2 separate regions of the Mus musculus genome follow, and region 1 is linked to region 2. The links are chromatin contacts, called in public Hi-C maps. All regions are on one chromosome and are shown on one strand. Each heading gives the region's core, a stretch centred on a gene start, on an enhancer-like site or on the middle of the called end of the contact. The rest is flanking DNA. Distances are from core to core; before and after follow the strand shown.

Region 1 (2,700 bases), core at 160-2,659, 70 kb before region 2:
CCATTCTCCCAGACCTGCCTCATCATATCCACTCAACTTCCTGTCCTTTATTTTTTAACATTCACTGAGTCCAGTTTATGCTGCATGTGTATGCCTGGGGATTAGGTTACTCACTACAGAGTAATTGCCCTAATAGGAGTCACAGCTTTAAAGGAAACTAACCCTCTCTTTCTTAGAACCCTCAAGTGTTCATAGACCCCATCTCCCCACTTAGGAGTTTGGGCATATGGATCTTTTTTCTCTCCATGGTAGAATGTTGACTGGATCTTTGGAAGGCTTTGTGCACGCAAGCGCAGCTGTTGTGAGTTCCTGAGTACAGTGGTTCTTTCATGTCCAGAATACATTGCATCACTCTGGTCTCCCCTAAGCTCTGGCTCTTGCAATCTCTTCCAGTCCTTGTTCATGATGGTCCTAGAGCTTTTGTGTAGGGGCTGTGATATAGTTGTTCCATTTGTGGCTAGGCACTCTACTGACACGTTCTCTGCATGTTGATCAGTTGTGAGGTCTTTTGTGTGCTAAGCACTGTTCATTGCACAAAGAGTGCTTTCTGATGGTGTCTAAGTCATCTTAACTCTTCAGCGAGTTTTACCACCTAGCTTTAGAGAAATAAATCAAGAAGGATATCGTCCCCATGGCTTCCATTTCACCACAGCTATGTGGACAGCTGCTTTAGAGGAGTGGCTTTTTGGAGTTGAGTGTAGTCCCTAGGCAACAGGTGTTAAGAAAATGGTCATCTCAGACCTACTAATCACAAGATCTCAAATTCTGCCAACTGCAAAAAATTCTTGAAATACAGGGGGCAGGGGGGAGGCATGGTCCAAGCCTACCTTAATAAACAACTCTAGTTTGTATTATTTTAAGGTTTTTATTCAGAGCTATCTCCTACTCACTGATGGACTGGGCATTGAATGACCAAAGAAAGGTTGGAATATGAGAACGGTTTGCTTCTAAAGGAAAAGAGCATAGTCACTGGCTTTTAGGAAGAACTAACTCATAGGGTCTTGCAAAGTTAAAGGAACACCAAGAAAATAAGAAAGAAACCAGGAACACTGCATAAAACTAACTACATACATGTAGGTCCTTCTTTGGGTTGGAAATACTCTATGGTACAAGATGCTTAAGGCTTTAGGAGAAAAAAACAAAGCAAGGAGAGGCAGCTAATTATAGGGAGCATGCTGGGGAAGTAGAGCACCCTCACTGTCTCTTCTCAGCTTTGCCACTCCACAGTCACATGATACTACAGCTCAGTGACTCAGCTAAGATACATGGACTGTTTTTTTTTTTTTTTTTTTTTCCAGTTATATTATGACTGGGCATTTTCTGTGTTCCAGGATTATTCTAAAGCTAAGGGTACCATAGGAAACAAGATATGCAAAGCTCTTGTCCTCAAGGGACTTACGTCATAGCATGCTGACAGTGATTCTGCCAATCACAGTAGCTCCGCATAGATGATTCATGGTGAGGACAGAGTAGGTTGTGGAGTGGGAGTCAGGGATCTTAGGAAGATGGCATTGTGTTGAGATGAGACCTGAATTGAGCCTGGCTGATAGGTTGGGTGCCAGGCTAGGAGAGGAAACCAAGACTCAGGGATGGCCTGGGGGAATTTTGGCCTAAGCATTTGAGTGCAGGCTTACAACATTTGTTATATCAGAAGCGCTGTGGGAGGAACACTTTTGCAGAGATGTCAGAGTTTATTCTGGGACATGTATGCTTAGTGTGCCTGTGATCAAAGGGGAAGATTATGAGTTGGCTGTTCTACTGGGGGGCTGGGCTTGTCACAGTTATAAAATGCATGTGTTAAACTGTATCGTCTGTGTTCCTCTCCAATTCTGCCAGTTAACGACTCCATGAGTTAGAAATAAAAGCAAAAAGAAAGGAAAACAGACTGACAGAAACAAATAGATGAAATAAAATCAAATGTGATAAGTACAGAGAATGGATAAAAGTCACCTAGTAGGCAAATAAAAAAGGGACCTTAATTAAAATGGACGGAGAACAATATATCTTCACTTTGGCAGCTATGAAAGATAAATCAAGATCTCAAAATGGCGACTGGCACCAATTGAGTTCCATTCACTGGCACTCAGCAACTGTGGCTCGACAAGCATGTGCTTACTATATATGCCCTGTCAGTTCTTAGCATTTTCACAGAAATCACACATCTAACTGTATGACTGAGGTTGGTGGACTCCCCCACATGACCTCAAGGCAGTATGGACAAGTAGTGATTCCTAACACAAATACTATCACTTTTAAAAAGGAACGAGTTACTGTGGAATATCAGACATAGCCACAGTTATTTGTGTCCAATAGTTTCATAAAGCATATTTCAGTGACGGAGAAGCTGGCTGGGTGATGTGGAGGCCTGCAAATGAGTACACTCACATTTCCGCCTTCGTATAGTTTCCATGGCTACAGGCATATTTGAATCGCATTAGTCACACGTAGCATAAAGAAAGAACAAAAGGACGTGAAGGAACAAATGACATCAGGATGTCACAGAGATGTAGAGGTGATGAAAGCTGTATTTAAAGATCATCATTACACACGTGAAGACCTCTGTGTGCGGGAGTTCACCTCATTAAGTCGAATGCTCTTCCAGCTGCCCTGTGGCATGCTCAGAAAGAGTCCAAGTTTTCCAAAGTAAAATTAGAGTGAACTGTCCAATGTTAAAAACAAATTAATTTACTGATGGTAACA
Region 2 (2,700 bases), core at 1-2,500:
CCACGCAGTTGCCTCTACTTTACAGACTTGATTTTTCTCTCAGCATCAACGTTCCTCTCCTTACAGGTCCACTTGAAGTCCTCTCCTATTCTACCCACAATTAGTGAGTTCTTCTCTGCATTCCTGTAGCACACGTGGCTCCTAGTCTCACCAGCTTGTCCTGTTTTCTTTATAAATTAACTTTTTCCTTGCTAAAATAAATTCCGAGCTCCTGGAAGGCATGGCTCCATTTTCTGCTCTGTCTCTCACGTCTCTTCATAGTCTGTTGCCACTGCCTAGTGGATTAAAATAAAGTTAGAGCCGAGACTTCTGGGTTATCTACCCAGATTTGTTATCTCAGAACTAGAGAGATGGCTCAGCAGTTAAGAGTATTGCTGCTTTTGCAAAGACCCGGGGTTCAGTCCAACATCTACATGGCACTGTGATGCCACAGATAGTCATAACTGCCTGGGACTCCAGTTGCAGAGCATCCAATGTCCTATTCTGACCTCCTTGGGCACCCAGCAGGTACATGGTGCATTTACATACATACAGGAAGATATTCATAGACAAAGTAAATTTAATTATTAAAAATTTGAAAGACATGCTTTCTCTTCTGTCTTGGATATAGAACTAAACAAACCTCAAGAAATAAAGGTTGGTAATTATGACACTTCCTATTTATTCTAATAAGGCCTCGTGTGTGTGTGTGTGTGTGTGTGTGTGTGTGTGTGTGTGTGTAGGGGAGGTGAGCATGCATGTCTCTTTGTGTGGGCATACATATGAAGGGGTATCAGTGTCCATGTCTCTGTGTGTATGTGTGCATGTAGGGATGGTATGAGTATGCATGTATGTATGTGCATGTGTGTACATGTTTGCATATATGTTTGTGTGTATGTGTGTGTGAGTATGAGTGTGAGAGTGTGAATGTCTGTGTGTGTATATGTGCTTGTGGGGCGGTGTGAGTCTGTGTGGGTGCATGTGTGTGCATGTTTGTGTACATGAGTGTGTGTGTGTGAAAGAGAGAGTATGTTTGTATATATGAGTGTGTGTGTGTATGAGTATGTTAGTGTACATGACTATGTGTGTGCATGTGTAAGAGTATGCATGGCTGTGTGTGCATGTTTGTGTATATGAGTGTGTGTGTGTGTGTACCTGTCCTTCTGTATTTTCCTTCTATTTGTAATGAGTCTCAGTGGCTAGCAAAGGCACACACAGAGAAGGAACTTAGGTCCTGATGTCACGTATAGAGGAAGCTACCCCACACCAGGAGCCTCGGACTTTGCCTATTACAAAATCAAAACGTCAGCACATTTGGAGCATCACATCCGAGTGGCAGGGTGGGGGTGGGGGTGCTTGTTGTAGCAGCCCACAGTGGCTTTGCTACTTCTTGTAATTCTAGCAGAGAGAGTCTGAACTGATATTACTGCTCAGCTAGGCCACAAGGACTGAATTTTGTAGTTTCTGGAAAGTGAAAGTGAACTAATTTGGTAATTTTCCGGTGTATAAAATATTGCTAATTATGTCAAAAACATCATTCAGTTTGTTATAAGAGCAAGTCACATAAAACTGCCGGCTATTTAGTAGGCACCACTGAAGGTCCGTTCAGTACATGAGTATGTTTATTTTGAATTAGATTTTAGCAAACAGAAGCGATATTTCAAGAGGCCATAAAAACAGAATCCAAATGTTTTGCATTTGTTCTTAAACTTTAACTATAGTAGAAATTCTTTGAAAATATCCTCCTGAGTGATGGCTACCGCAGGAGAGCTTGATAGGACTTAGGCAAATTAAACAAGACAAAGCAGTAACTTTTAGAAAAGATTTTTTTTTTTTTGGTATTCTCAGACCATCTCTCCAGGTTGAAGTTTGGAATTTTGTAGATTTTTAAGGCTTTACAGAAGGCCAAGAAGTGTCTAAGTGAGAACATGATCGTGTCATAGCTATTTTAACAAATCTATTATTCTTTCTAGGCTCATTACTCAGTCTGAGGGAATGTCGTCTGGTTCGCCTGGTTTTGATCATTAAAGGCAGACTGCTTACCTACAAATATGGGAGAAACAGGAATGCTTTTGATTTGCTGAAATCACGTTTAAGTGAAGGAACAGTGTTATCCTCCAGGGGTCAAGAAAGTTTACAGGGCACAGTGGCCTCTCCTGCAGCATACGGGAAAACCCAAGCCAAAAGCAAAACCCCAGATAAAACAAAATTTAATGAAGCATGTGCTTAAAGTCTGACTAAAACTTAGACATCTGAGTTCAGATGATTTGGGATTAATTTTAGACAATTTGTCTTCTTAAGTAAGCATATTTATTCCTATTGTACTTAACAGCCCAACTTCATGTGAAAAGTTTAGACATACAATTTATTCATATAAATATATAATATATATGAATATATAATAATTCATCTCCCAAATATAGTTTTTCATTTTCAAAGGTGCTAATGTTGTTTCTAAAATAAACATTCTATAGAGTTTATGTTTACCCCTATTTTGTATCTGAAAAACAAACAAAAGCATAGCAATATACATATATATGTGTGTATATATATGTGTGTGTATATATATGTATGTGTATATATGTGTGTGTGTGTGTGTGTGTGTGTGTGTGTGTATTTTTAAAAAAAGATTGTCAAAACAAGGAAAAGAAAGTCTTCCACACTTGCTACTCTGGTCTAACATGAACTAGTAAGGGGTTAGAAGGAAAACATTTTATGTTA

What was found. Hi-C and Micro-C count contacts between places; a contact is called where the count stands out from the background.
Region 1: a contact with region 2 is called in a Hi-C map of the CH12 cell line, with 1.6 times the contacts expected there. The contact joins two enhancer-like sites. A contact is called at or near these places in 2 of 484 Hi-C or Micro-C datasets (the CH12 cell line and granulocyte-monocyte progenitors) and 1 of 115 datasets of contacts at active chromatin or transcription factors (embryonic fibroblasts).

The regions. Positions count from the first base shown.
Region 1 is chr13:110,540,495-110,543,194 of GRCm38.p6, reverse strand. No RefSeq gene overlaps it. Among named protein-coding and RNA genes, the nearest start is that of Gm32990, 27 kb to the left of the region's middle. Within about 2 kb of position 1,409, at least 74 of the 459 cell types and tissues checked have an H3K27ac peak or open chromatin away from gene starts, as enhancers often do. A contact at or near this core is called in the CH12 cell line, where this site is marked.
Region 2 is chr13:110,470,286-110,472,985 of GRCm38.p6, reverse strand. No RefSeq gene overlaps it. Among named protein-coding and RNA genes, the nearest start is that of Plk2, 77 kb to the right of the region's middle. Within about 2 kb of position 1,250, at least 14 of the 459 cell types and tissues checked have an H3K27ac peak or open chromatin away from gene starts, as enhancers often do. A contact at or near this core is called in the CH12 cell line, where this site is marked.